Linked DNA regions of Bos taurus: region 1 is linked to region 2. The links are chromatin contacts, called in public Hi-C maps. All regions are on one chromosome and are shown on one strand. The core of a region is the stretch at or near the end of the contact, and the rest is flanking DNA. Distances in the headings are between cores, read along the strand shown. Region 1 overlaps LOC100336941. Region 2 holds the start of LOC112442324 (carcinoembryonic antigen-related cell adhesion molecule 4).

Region 1 (6,935 bases), core at 3,567-6,066, 35 kb after region 2:
ATGCCCACGGCCTTGAGAGGAGTGGGAGGCAGAGCACAGAACCCTAAGAGATGTCCACAACTTCAAGCCCACAATCCGAGAAATGTGCCCCATTATTAAGGAAATCTACAGATGAAATTCAGATCACATGATTGGGAGACTATGGTGGGGTATTTGGGAGATAAGGTGGGGTACCTTGGAGATTATGGTGGGTGATGTATTGGGCTGAGTCCAATACATTCACAATGTTCCAAGGCAGGAGAGGCAGAGCCAGAGGAGATGGGATGATGGAAGGAGACCTTGGGGAGCTTTAAGATGTTCCACTGCTGGCTTTGAAGATGGAGGAATGCGCCACGAACCCAGGAAAGCAGGCAGCCTCTCACAGCTTGGAAAGGCAAAGAAATGAACTGTCTGTAGAATCCAGAAAGAACAGCGTCATATTGACACTGTGGTTTGTGCCCATAAATTGGTGGTCATTTGTTACAGAACAGTAAGGAACACCAAGAAGCGTCACCTTGTCTCATCCAAGACTGTGTGCCTGGGGGGATAAGAAGTAATTTAGACCTAAATCATGATCGGAAGCTTTGCAGGTGGTTTCTCTTACCTCTCATCTCATCTCAGCACAGATGATACTTGGCCATGCTTGCCAAGAGCATGCTTGCCAACTGTGGGCTCTGTGCCCTAGGGCACACACCTGCTGTGTTTGTGTGAGTGTGGGCACCTGATCCGAGCGGAACTATATGAGAACAGACCTATCCCAGGGACCTCAGGGAGAGACTGAGACTTGCTAGCCCAGGTGTGTGGTGGGGGCTGCAGGGGAGATCCGGGTGGGAAGGGCCCTTGGGACACTGAGGAGGAGACAGGTGAGCCCTTTGCCATCATAGTCAGGTTGAGTTTTAGGTAGAGCCTGCACCTTTGCCCTGAGGCTGACGTGTGTGTGTGTTGGGAGCAGGCTCACGATCCGCGTCGGAAAGCAAAGTGGAAACCAGCAGAAAGTGGATAGAGGTCACGGGAAGTTCCTGGGAGGACCTTGCTCAGAGCATGGCTTCTGGGTCCCTCTTACTTTGGTGACTCTGATTGCTCCTCTGGGTCCCCCAAAGGGAACGAGGTCCTCAGGGCTTAGGCCCTTGGGGAAACAACAGAAACCCATGGAGAGAGAAGGCATTCTGGATCCTTGATCTGGGGACAGACAAAAGTTCCTGTCCCATCGCTGACTCAGTGGAGATTAGTTGAAGCAATCTCTGGGGGATAGTGAAGAACAGGGAAGCCTGGCGTGCTGCAGTCCATGGGGTCCCAAAGACTCAGACACAACTTAGCAACTGAACAAAAAAACTCAATTGAGGCAGCACCAGTTGGGGCCAGCAGGGCTTGGTGAGGATGGCCAAGGGCTCAGGACACCAAGAGGCTGCAAAAGGGCCTCACCCATAAAAGTTGTCTCACCCACGACTCGTCCTTCCTGACTCATGTTCTAGTGGGTCTCAGACGGTCCCATATTCTGTGCTCCAGAGACTCCATGCCAAGTGAGCAAGCACTGGGAGGTGTCTGGGACCCCAGGGCAGTGTGAGGACTGCCGAGTGCCCATGTGGCTGCCAATGGTCTGGTGACCCTCCTTTCCTGTTAGCATGCCCCCTCCCTCCATTCTCACAATCTTCCCCTTCCTTTCCCCCAGGGAATAGATGGGGAGGTCAGGTAACTAGAGCTAATACTTTCCCTGAGCAACCATGGAGAGACCAGAGCAGAGATTCAGGTGAATTTCTTGCTGGACAAGACCCAAGGGCAGTATATTTTGCAACCAGGGGAAGGAAAGTGCTCTTGATTCAGATCTCTCTGCTGGTCCACCGTGGGTCACAGGCCCAGTCACTTGCCCTGTTGAAACCTCTCCCCACTGTGGGAATTGCAGCCTGAGTTCTGGTCCATCCAGGCTTCAGGGCAACCTGTCAGTGTTGCCAGGAATCCAGGAGGACCCTGAGCCTGGGCCTAGGTTCCCGAATAGCCTCAGGTCTCAGAGCTGGTTCTCTGCCTCAGGCTCTTCCTCTTGACCTCACTCGGGTCTTGGGTCTCAGGTAAGCTCTTTCCCACAGTCCGTAAGGAGACGTGTCTGGAGGAACTAAGGACCCACATCTGCTTTGTGGCTGATATTACAGTAAACATCTGTGTCAGGGTGTAGTAATTCCTGCAAAAGAAAACCGATGCCTTCGAGCTCATGTAACCTTCTTAGATGACTTCCCAGGGACTTCCCAGCCCCGGGTTACCCAGGGTCTGTTCGTGTCAGAGGTTTTTGGTCCAGACCCACCTCCTCTTATCCCCTCTCCATCTTTCCTGCTATTTCTTGGACCTCCAAACACAGCCAGATGTGCAGGGGGCACTTCCTTTGCCTTCTGGGCTATGGAACCAGAACTTGGATCCCCACACTCACCTGGTAGATGGGAGCTGGTGGCCTGGCATCAGGTAGGGAGGCCTGGGCATGGAGGAAGTGGGCATCAGAGGAGAGGGAAAGAGTCATTTCTCCCGACCAGCCATCTCCAAGCCTGGAACCCCGACCCCAAATCCTATCTGGGCTCTGTTTCCCACCCTTGTTAGCCTAGCTCCCCTGACGGATGATCCAGTGCCCACTCTCTTCCTGGCTGAACTCCAAGGTTCTCCTGAGTTCTAGTCAGGGGACCAGAGCAGCCTCTGGATAAGGTTGTGGGTGGTCATGTCCCTGAAGTGCATCCAGCTCCCAGCTTGGTGGGACTTGCCATGTTCTAACTACTCTGATGAGCTTCCCTGGTGGCTCAGAAGGCAAAGAATCTGCCTGCAATGTGGGAGACCGAGGCTCGATCCCTGGGTCAGGGAGATCCCCTGGAGAAGGCAATGGTAACCCATTCCAGTATTCTTGCCTGGAGAAATCCATGGACAGAGGAGCCTGGCAGGCTACAGTCCATGGGGCCACAAAGACTGGACATGACTGAGTGACTTTCAACTACCCTCGAGTGAAGGGTGTCTCACAGTGCTTCTGGGTTGGACAGTCCCCGTGCCCTGAGCCTGTGAAGCGGGGACGCTGGGAGAAGAGACAAGGAAGGAATGTACTTACCTGGGAGACAGAGCTGCCAGAGGGACCACCTCCTGGGAGGAGACAAGAGTTACCACTGAGCATGTGAGGAAGCTTAGCCCATTCTCCTAGGAGAGGTTGGATGTCCACCTTCTGGAGAACCATGGGAGAACGATCCCCACCAAGGGAGAGAACCTCTGGCGATTTCAGGCCCCAGTGAGGGCGAGGAAGCCTCCCAGGATGATAACCCATAGGAAAAGCAGACTAGCCAATCGGGATCCCTGTGCTTAAGCCCCAAAGGGCCAGAGACCCTGGGGGTAGCAGGCAGGAACAGACATGGCAGGGCCTGACCGGGGCTCCCCGCTGTCCTGGGCTGAACAGACACTCACCTGAGGTGGACGCTGGGGGCCAGTTCCCTCTGTTGTGCACGCAGCTGGGGTTAGGAAAGAAAAACAGGCATATTTGTGAGGAGTGTAGACGGAGGTCAAGGCTCTGGAGTCAGAACACGGGACAGGAGGATCTGAATGTCCAAGCAGGGGCTGGACACCTCCTTTCTCCACCAAGGCTGCTTCGGAGGGGAGGGCCCAGTAAGGACACTGAGGAAAGTCCTTAAGAAGCCATATCTGCCCTGAGTCCAGAGGGGCAGGACCATAGGCTAATAGGGTTCAGGAGAAAGTGGCCACTGAAGGGACCATGGCTCTGGGAAAGGCGTCCATCCATCCAAAGCTTTGTCTGAGTGGATTCGTCACGCTTATGGAGAGAGCAGGGCCAGTGCATGGGGAGGAAAGCGGTCAGCCAGTGACTCTGGGATCTCACTGAGGGCAGTGTCGCTGCTGTGGCCACCCGCCCTCACCCAGGAGCTGCTGAAATGTGACAGTGGCCTTGTCCTCTGTCTCCATCTACCTGGACCTTAAGTGTAAAGACATCCCACCACCTGCGGACCTGGCACGATGTTCTGTCTCATGCATCAGGGGTGTTGTTAATGTATCTGCCACGTGGGGGCATTTGACCCCACCTGGCCTGTCCAAACTTCCACTCTCTGGCCAAGTGTGGACTTGGCGAAGACGACCCTCAGATCCTGGCCCTGTGACTGCCCCTCATCAGAGTAGCTGGATTTAAATATACAGGAAGAGATACCTTTTTCTGAGTACTTACTACCTGCCAGCCTACATATAGGGAACGAGGACAAGGAGGTGTCTTAATTGTGTTAACTGATAGATGGGCCTTCCCTGGTGGCTCAGAGGTAAAGAATCTACCTGCCAATGCATGGGACACAGGTTCAATCCCTGGGCCAGGAAGATACCCTGGGGAAGGAAATGGCAACCCACTCTAGTATTCTTGCCTAGAAATTCCATGGACAGAGGAGGTCATGGAGTGGCAAAGGAGATGGATACAACTTCGTGACTAAATAACAAAATAAACTAGGACGGTGTTAAGGAAGTTGCCAGAGGTCAATATCTAGTGAGGCAGGAACTGGAGAAAGAGAGAGAATACCCGTGGGGAAGTGGGGGGGTCCTGGAGATCCAGGCCGGAAATTGGAGGATGGGGTGTCCTTCCTCTAGGACTAGGGTCAACCTGGGGGTGGGGGCAGCATCTGGGAATGCCACTGTACCTGTGAAGGAAAATGAAACACCCCAGGACAGCCAGCAGCGTCAGCACAAGCAGGACCCCAATCACGATGCCAGTAATGGCCCCCACACTGAGGGCTTGGGCGTTTTTTCGCCCTGAAAGCAGAAGAGAAAGAGAGGGGAAACGGGGTCCGAGTTCACTGGAGGCAATACCAAGAGGAGTCTTACAGGGAGAGGGCCTGGTTAGGAGGAAGGAAATGCTCTGAGGCCTGTGTGGTTGCGTGTGTTGTCATCACAGTGTCCTCCTGACCCTCCCACTGCACGAGGCTGTGTCATTTCCCTCTTCGTCAGATTTGAAACCTTGGACTTGCTCTAGCTCTCCATTCTCTCACTGTAGCCATCTCCATGTCCTGTTCATTTTCCTTTGAAGGACTCTTTTCTTCTCACATTATGCCCCCTCCCTCTGATTTTTTGTTTCCATCACAACTGTCGGTCTTAGAGGGTAGTTCCTCTCCAGTCCACCCAACATTAATTAGTAGTAATAATATTAATGAACTGTTTCCAGGTACTCCTGTGCGACTGGCACAGTGGGAAATCATTTACACCCATTTTTTCTCATCTTTCCATCCCCACGAGGGAGGGGTTTTCATCCCCGCTGTGCATACATAGATTTGAGACACACAGTTCTTCAATAAAGGAATGGAGGCCCCAGAGCTAGGACCAGGTGAAACAGAAATGTAACCGAGTTGTTTGACTCTACAGCCAAAACCCACAACGCTGAAAACCAAAATATCCCCCGTGAACACTTCTTGCCTGCCGACTCTGTGTGGTAAAAATTTTACCTACAGGGAGAATTTTAATCTCATTCCCTTCCTAGTGACCAACCTCACAGCAGCCCTAAGATCCAGCTCTTCTTCTCCGATTTACAGAGGGGGAAACGGAGGCACAAGATCCAGTGCCTTGCCTATAGTCAAACAATTCTCACAATAACCGAACTATGACAAAATTAGCTCAGTTTTGCATAATTAATTAAACACATTGTTCTACAGGCTCCGAAAGGAGACTACCCATGTCCTCATTATTTGCATTCATTACACACCCACTTCCAGTGAAATTACACAGGAAGAGAGGTGTGGAAGGTCACTATAGTGCTCAGTGGGGAGCTGGCATCACATCTGCAGACTCTGACTGGGAGGAGACCCCACACTGATGGGACCCCGCGTCCTCTGTCCTGACACTCTTGCTGGTCTGGAACAGCATCACCTTCTCAGTGAGCCGTAAATTCTGCTCATTGATTCACCGACCATTGGATGCTTGTCCCCATATCACTTGGTCTGTTTGCACCCAGATTGGAAGGCTCGTGGGATTTCGAAGAGGGAGGGATTGACTACCAAAGAGCGTGACCTTTGTCTGTGGTTCCAGTTCATTGGGATTGCCTCCTCTGTCCATGGAATTCTCAAGGCAAAAATACTGGAGTGGGTTGCCATTTCCTCCTCCAAGGGATCTTCCTGTCCTCCAGGGATCAAACCTGCATCCCTTTGTCTCCTGCATTGGCACTGGCAGGCAGGTTCTTTACCACTAGCCCCACATGAGAAGCCCCTAGAGAGGGAAGGGAGTACGTCAAACTTGAGGAGAAGTCCAGTTCCTTGATTGATGCCATCTGAGAGCTCCGTGGGATGAGCCTTCCTTCTCAGGGTCCACAACTAGCCTCCTCTCTTTGTGGTTTTCTGCTCCTAGTGTGCTTGTCTGAGATTGACCCAGTAGCCACATAATCAGTGTCCATGTCTAAAGCACTGGAGTCCACAGTGTGAGGGGATGGCTGTCTCCACATTGGTCAGGTCTGAGGAGCACCTGCTTCTCAAGAACGATGTGTTCTTCCTCATTGTTAAATTATTTAAACAGGGTTGAAGAAAATCTGGAGCTGAAGAATAAGAAGTGAAAACAATAACTTAGAAGGGCGATTCCTCAGCACGTCTGAGCAGGTAGAAGAAAGCATCCATGAACACGAAGATAGAAAAAAAGAAGTTATTTAGACTGGGGAGTAGAAAGGGAAAAAAAAAGAAGGCAAATAGTGACTCCAGGCAAAGTATTATGCAGAACTCCATCAGGTGGACAAACATATGCAGGATGGCAGTTCCTGAAGGAGAAGAGAGAGGGAAAAACAATGAAAAAAATATATAAAAATGAATGGTTTAAAACCTCCAAAAGTGGATGAGATCACATACTAGAGATGGTTGAGGAACTCCAAAAAGGGGTAACTCAAGATATAGACATTGTGACACAATAGAGTCAAGTTGTTGAGAGACCGAGGGAAAGAGGAAGTGTAAAACGCAGCGAGAGAGGAGTGACTCAGCGTG
Region 2 (7,264 bases), core at 4,551-7,050:
CCGACCTGCTGTCCTGGCCGGATCCACGTTCTCCCATCTCATACATCAGGGGCTGTGGTTAACACATGTGCCTCATGGTAGAATCTGACCCGACCTGGCCTGTCCAGGTGGCTTCAGTCTCTTTGGCCACGATGACCCTCGGGTTCTGAGGCTGTCAACCTCTCCTTTCAGGGTGACTGGATTTAAATAAATAGCAGGATGTGCCGCTTACTGAGCATTTGCCCCTGCCAGCACAGCTGCAGGTCTGCTCTGGGAACTAGGAAAACAGTGGGTTGTTCTTGTTCAGTCGCTCAGTCATGTCCAATGCTTTGTGACCCCATGGGCTGTAGCCCGCCAGGCTCCTCTGTCCATGAGATTTCCCAGGCAAGAATACTGGAGGGGGTGGCCATTGCCTTCTCCAGGGGATCTTCCCGACCCAGGGATTAAACCCACATCTTCTGCATTGCAGGCAGATTCTTTACCACTGAGCCACAGGGTAAACCCTGGACAACAGCAGTGGGGAGTGTCTAATTTACAGATGCAGAAGGTGTTGGGAAGCCACCCCAGGTCAGCATCTGGTGAAGGAGGGGCCAATGGATGAGACGGAATGTCCTTGGGGGAAGTGGGGAGGCTGTGGAGAGCCAGGCCCAGAATCCAAGGCTAGGGTGTCTTTCTTCCTGGCTTGGCGTCAGCCTGGGGGACAGGATTAGCATCGGGCATCGCCATTTGTACCTTCTAGTCATCTTGAGGAAAACAAAGCACTCTAGAGTGGTCACCAGTGCCAACCTAACCAGGATCCCAATCATGATGACGATAACGATCTCCCTATTGAGGGCTGGGCTCTTTTCTTGGCCTGAAAGGAGAAGATAAAGGGGGAGATGAAGGTGAAGGCCTGAGTTCACCTGACCAGGGAAACCACAAGAAGTCTTACAGGGGAGAGGGCCTGGTTCGGGAGGAAGGAAATACTTTGGGGTCTGTAAGTGGTTGTGTGTTTTGTCATCACGGTGTCTTCCCAACCCTCCGGTTGCAGGTGGTTGCATCTCTCTCTCTCTATTTTAATCACATTTGAAACCTCGGACTTCCTCTAACTCGACATTCTCTCACTGTAGCCAGCTCTGTGTCCTATTTGTGTTCCTGTTAAGGGCTCTTTCCTCTTACATTACGGCCCCTCCCCTTGTGTTTCCTTCCCATCCCTATTGTCAGTCTTAGAGGGAAGGTCTGCTCAACTCCTGCTCAGTAATAATAATATTAGCCGACTGTTTCCAGTCCATTCTGTGTGGCCGGCACTGTGGGGAAATCCTTTACGCACATCTGTTCTGATCCTTCCCTCCCTATGATGGAGGGGGTGTCATCCTTGCTAGGTGTGCATACGTCTGAGACCCATGGTGCTTAAAGAAATCAACGGAGTTCATAGAACTTCCTGATGGCTCAGACAGTAAAGAATCTGCCTGCAATTCAGGAGACCCGGGTTTGATCCCTGGGTTGGGAAAGATCCCCTGGAGAAGGGAATGGCAATTCATTTCAGTATTCTTCCAAATACTGGAAAATTCCATGGACAGAGGAGGCTGGTAGGCTACAGTCCATGGGGCTGCAAAGAGTCGGACACAACTGAGCAACCGAGCAAGTAGCATATCTCATCTGGTAAGAGATTAATATCTATTTCTTCAATTCAACAACAACAAAAGGCACTTGACCCTGGGGACCCTTCTTTGTTTCCTATCTCCCCCAACATGAAGCTGTCAGGGGCTGAGAGAATCACCCCCCGCATTCCAGGCTGGACCCAAGGTCTGCCAGGAGAAATCAGACAGAAGGAGGAAGAAGGGTCTGCTGAGATGTAGTGGGAGGGTTCAGGGGCTGATTTGGAATTTGCTTGTAAATTCTGTGAAGTTGGGAGGTAACTTCTTTCAGATTTTTTTCTGAAAACCTACAGGCTCTACCACAAAGCTTGGTACTGATGGGCCAAGGGCCACTTACCAGAGACTGTGATAGCCTTGACTGTGGTTTTACTGGGACCAGTGATGAAGTTATGGACAAGGCAGTTACAGGATCTACTCTTATCTGCAGTGATGTTGGGGATAAAGAGCTCCTGTATGGATTGTGGGGGCCTCCCGGTGATAAGCCAGGGACACGGTGTGGCTGGGGTTAGAGGCTGTGTGGTGGGAGAGGCTGAGGTTTGCCTCTGGATGGTAGCAGGAGCCTGACGGGAAGTGGTGGGGGTGTCCGGGCCATCTGAAGCAAAGAGCATAAAGCCACACGTGGTACAATCAGAGGGAAGGGAAATTTCTGGTCTGTATTAGGGCCACAGCGTCCTTCTGTCTGGATCACAGCTTTGTTGTAGAAAGTCTCAACAATTACCTCTCATGTTCGCTCATCCCGAGCCTGAGATATTAACCTGTTTCTTTCGTCACAACCTCTCAAGACACAGCAGCCCATCCCCTCCTAGTCTTGATTCAAGGTAGGCCTGCCTGGAGTTGCCTGGGACAGGAAGTCATGGCCAGCCTGGGTGTCCAAAGGTGAGGGTCCATGCACTTGGATCTGAGAGGGATGGGTATGGCCTGGCCTCCAGTACTGTGGATTCAGCCAGGAGGCCTGGACCACGCAGGAACAGAGATTACTCACAGAGGCCATTCAGGGTGAATGGGTCACCATGGGTGATATTCTCTGGATTCCCGGCTTCAGACACATAGGGTCCTGTGTCATTCCTTGTCACATTGAACATAGTGAGAGTCCTGTTTCCCTCGCACAGTTCCAGCTCGGTGCTGTTGTAGAGGCTCTGATTGTTGATCAAACACAAGTAGATGTCCCGAGTCTCAAATCTACACGTTAACACCACAGTGTCCTTGTGCTCCCCGGGGTTGGAGTTGTTGCTCGTGATGACGGGTGTGGGTAGCACCGCTGTGCAGATAACAGAGAGAACATTGCCCTTTTCTACCTTTGGCTTTTCTAAAAGCATCTTCAATCAGAATTGGCATCTCTCACCTCTCAGCCAGACTGAGCCCTTAATGAATAAGGCAGGTCTGTGTATCAAAGACGAATGCATGGGGACCTGAGCTCAGAGAGTGTGAGGCCACCTGCTCTACGTCTGGGAGAAGCACAGGCTTCCTCAGGGGTCTATTATGTAACAGCGTTTAGTGGTGGACAGAACAGGGTGGGATTCAGAGACCACCTGGCGTCTGTCCTGGTTTCATCAACCAGCCTCGGGAGAGAGCTCCTTGGGCTGCACCCTGGAGAACGAGAAGCTTCTAGGAGTGTCTTCCTTCCTCTGTTCCTCCCTGGGGATGCTGCTCCCGGGGCAGTTGACTGACCGCCTGGGGACCTTGTACCTGTGTGCTCTCCATGCCAATTCTCAGGAGTAGGACCAGGCTGTGCCCCTGCGCGGATGTGGCTCTTGGGGCTGAGCCCTGGCTGGTGACCAGCTTGGAGCCTCCGGATTTGGCACAGGCTTCCCAGGGTCACTGGAGGCAGAAGCCCTGGGACAGGGTCTGGGAGGGGCTTCCTGGGGTTGAGCTTCTCTGTGAGGATCCCTGGGGCCCTCAGGCCAGGGTCTTCCCTGAGTCCTGCAGGGTCTTCCTCAGGGTCATGGTCACGGGGAGGGGCCCAGGGGGCTGGACTGAGAGCGCTCTCCCTCTGCTGCGTCCCTCATCAGACCGTCCTTCTCTCTACACAGTGTCTGCAGGGCCTGGCTTCCTGGAAAGCATTTCTGACCCTTTGGAGTTGGTCTCCACAGTGTGTGCGCTGCACTGAATGTTCAAACCCCGACACGGGACACAATGAGAGGGGGATGGAGGCGCCATCCAGGTCGGTCAGTCCTGTGAGTGTGAACAGAATTCACCCCGACCCATAGCTCAGTTGGTAAAGAATCCGCCTGCAATGCAGGAGACCCCGGTTCAATTCCTGGATCAGAAAGATCTGCTGGAGAAGGGACAGGCTACCCAATCCAGTATTCTTGGGCTTCCCTGGTGGCTCAGCTGGTAAAGAATCTGCCTACAATGTGGGAGACCTGGGTTAGATTCCTGGGTTGGGAAGATCCGCTGGAGAAGTGAAAGGCTACCCACTCCAGTATTCTGGTCTGGAGAATTCCATGGACTGTGTAGTCCATGGAGTCACAAAGAGTCGGACACGACTGAGCAACTTTCACTTTCACTTTCCCACCCAATACGCCAAGGTCAGAGAGGAAGCACTCACTATATATGCAGAGATGTCCAGTTTGTCCTTCTGTCTGTAAATCATCCTTTGTAAGGAGCAGCGTGTAGGATCCTGTGTCTTTCTGGGTGACGCTCTGGATCAGCAGGGTTCCGTTGGGGTACAGTGTCTCCTGTCCGCTGTGTGCAGGCCCTTTGGTAGTTACATTAGTGTCTATTCTATATGATGCAATTAGCTGGCTGTTGTCTATCCTGTCTCCTCTGTGCCAGGCATAGCCTAGAGGATTCTCTGTCACGTTGTGGGCAAGTAGAAGAACATCCGACCCTTCTGCAGCAAGGGGGGGCACCGTTTCAATAGTGAGCTGGGCAGTGGTGGGCGGGGTCCAGAAAGTTAAGAGGGAGACTAGGAGGGAAGAGAGAGAAATCAGTTAATATTGTGACCTGTGTGGGGGATGGGAAAATGCTGCCCTGGGTCCTGAGCAGGTCTCTTCATCCCTCAGCCTTAGTGTGTGAGTGTATGTGTGTGCGTGTGTTTGTGTGTGTGTAAGTGTGTGTGTGTGTGTGTGTGTGTGTATGTGTGTGTGTGTATGTGTGTGTGTCCTCCTGGTTCAAGGTCAGCAGCATGACCCCCATCACTTCAGCTCCTCTGGGCTCGTTTTTTCCTGTTTTCCCAGCTGTCCCCTGGCTCACTCCCTCACTGCCCTTACATGCCTGCTCACACTCAGGGCCTCTTGGGAGATGCCCCTCCCCCTGACCAGCTGCTGTAAAGACCTTCCGTGCTCACTTGCTGACCCTTCCCTGCTCCCTTTCCTGCGTGACGCCTGTAGCACCTGCCAGCACACTCTTGATCTCTCTGCTTGTCTGTCTTCCTCCCCACAGAGCGTGGGCTCCATGAGGGCAGTGGCTTGTCTGATCCTGCTTGAAACCCAGGGCCAGGACCAGGCTCCAGACCTTAGTACCTCGGGATGAAGGAAGGAGAGTTCCCAGGAATTCCACAGCCTGGTTTTTATTTGTTTGTCAGTTTCTAAGGGTGCCGGGTTAGGACAATGATTACTGTCCTGGTTATGTCTTTTTCTGTAGTGACACAACACATTGTTATTATCGTCATCAGTTTTCAACAATTACTGCTCAGTGAAGAATTACTCATAAAACCTACAGCAGTTGAGTCTTCCCGCCCCTCACCAGCTCTAGCTCATGGAGAGTCTCCTGTGGCTGAACCCGCCACCCTCCCCTGCTCCCCTGTCCTCTGCCCTCAGGTCTGAAGAGAAGCCCTCTATCCCCTCTCAGAGCCCTGTCTCCCCCAGACACCAGCCAGTCTCTTGTTCTCCACTCTCTGCCCACTCCCTGAAAATTGTCCCCTCTCACCTGCCAGGAGGAGCCTGTTCCAGGGGACATGCCTCCTGCTTGCAGGGCCTGACGGGGGCTCCATGGCGCCTGCTGTCTGCTATGTCCCTCTCTGTGAGGAGAACTTCTGGTCCAGAAACGCTCAGAAGCACTGCAGTCGTTTTGTGAGCTCTGCTGTTCTTCTGTGTGCTGGGCCTCCTCCGGGGGCAGGAGCACTTCACTGGGTCACGTGGCCCGGGGGCGGGGTCTCTGCCCAGGCCCCGCCCTCTGCCTCCCCTCTCCTCCTTCCCTCCCTAGTGGCCCCCCTCCCCTTTCCCCCTCAGTCTGTATTTCTATTCCCTGAACTCTGTTGAGTCCCCTGCCTTCTACAGCAGTGATTCTCCACCTACACACACACACACACACACAAACACACACATCTACACACACCTACACACACACACCCCTACACACACATACATACACACACAGCTACACACAGACACCTACATACACACACCTACCTATACACACACACGCACACACACACACAGACTCTTGTCTGGAAAAGCACAACCTTGGGGTGTCTGGGTCCGGGGTCCCCACTGCTCTGGATCAGATGCACACTCAACCTCCCCAACAGCCCTCTGTCATCCCTTTCTGGCTTTTCCCTTCAGAGGAGGAGCTTGGGGGTGGGGGGTGCATAAGGAATGCTTGTCACAGGTACGTCATCCCCAAGGTGCGTGGGAATCACCTGTGGAGCTTTATGAAGACTGCGAACCCCCAGGTGTCATCTTAGAAATGCTGTTTCAGCAGCCGCCAGATCACACGCTCGCCCAGCCTGACTGAGACCCCAGAACACCGGTTAGATTGCCCCACCCACCCCAGTGTTGGCCTCTGCTGTGTTTTGGTCTGAGGTCTCTCAGCAAAATGCACAGATCCAGGGGCTTCCAAATTTTGGTGGTAATTGTTCCTGTGACCCAGAAACCCAGCTGGATGCCCAGGGTCTTCCTGTTATCAAATACCTGAGAAGATTGCATTTACTTCCCGCTGGAAGGTCACACTGACTCTGGAGGAGAGAAAGGAGTCAGATGAGCGATGGGACCTGACCTCCACTTTCGAGTGTCACCAGCCTGGCGTCTGATTTCAGGGACAGACACCCAGAACCGGGTGTCAGGAGGAGCTGCAGTTTGCAGGTGAGAAGGGAAAGGTTTCCTGTGTGTCCTGGGAAGAGAGGAACCTGGTGCTGAGGGGTGGGCTGACTCTGGGCTCCCTGGTCCTCGGGTCAAGTTGCGGGAGACTCTCCCTCTCCTTGCCTGAGCCTTGGTTCAGAAACTATTCAGGTCCTCCTTGCCATTATAGGGCCTCCTCTCTCACCCTGGCTGATTTTTCTGTGGTCACTGTGATCTTTCCCATGGGTGGCTGCAGGCAGGGATGGGAGCTGGCATGGGTGCCCATAGGCCCCTAGAAGGTTGGGCAGTGTAGTGTGGGCCCACAGGAGGGGCTCTGAGGGTTGTTAGAGGAGGGGTCCCCTGGGGTCTAACGCCTGATGACCTGAGGTGAAAAGGCTATGGTTTTTCCAGTGGTCATGTTTGGATGTGAGAGTTGGACTATGAAGAATGCTGAGCGCCGAAGAATTGATACTTTTGAACTGTGGTGTTGGAGAAGACTCTTGAGAGTCCCTTGGACTGCAAGGAGATCCAACCAGTCCATTCTGAAGGAGATCAGCCCTGGGATTTCTTTGGAAGGAATGATGCTGAAACTGAAACTCCAGTACTTTGGCCACCTCGTGTGAAGAGTTGACTCATTGGAAAAGACTC

Evidence for each region. A called contact is a pair of places that touch in the nucleus more often than the background predicts.
Region 1: a contact with region 2 is called in a Hi-C map of blood, with 4 times the contacts expected there. The contact joins the enhancer-like site here to the promoter of LOC112442324 in region 2. A contact is called at or near these places in 2 of 11 Hi-C or Micro-C datasets (blood and liver).

The regions. Positions count from the first base shown.
Region 1 is chr18:51,436,430-51,443,364 of ARS-UCD2.0, forward strand. LOC100336941 reads right to left here. Exons shown (of 17, transcript XM_024979129.2): 5 at 3,400-3,500; 6 at 3,053-3,084; 7 at 2,396-2,437; 8 at 1,978-2,152. Among named protein-coding and RNA genes, the nearest start is that of LYPD4, 67 kb to the left of the region's middle. Within about 2 kb of position 4,817, at least 6 of the 102 cell types and tissues checked have an H3K27ac peak or open chromatin away from gene starts, as enhancers often do. A contact at or near this core is called in blood, where this site is marked.
Region 2 is chr18:51,400,769-51,408,032 of ARS-UCD2.0, forward strand. LOC112442324 (carcinoembryonic antigen-related cell adhesion molecule 4) reads right to left here and starts at 5,801. Exons shown (of 8, transcript XM_059877564.1): 1 at 5,487-5,801; 2 at 4,165-4,524; 3 at 2,599-2,874; 4 at 712-832. The coding sequence starts at 5,550.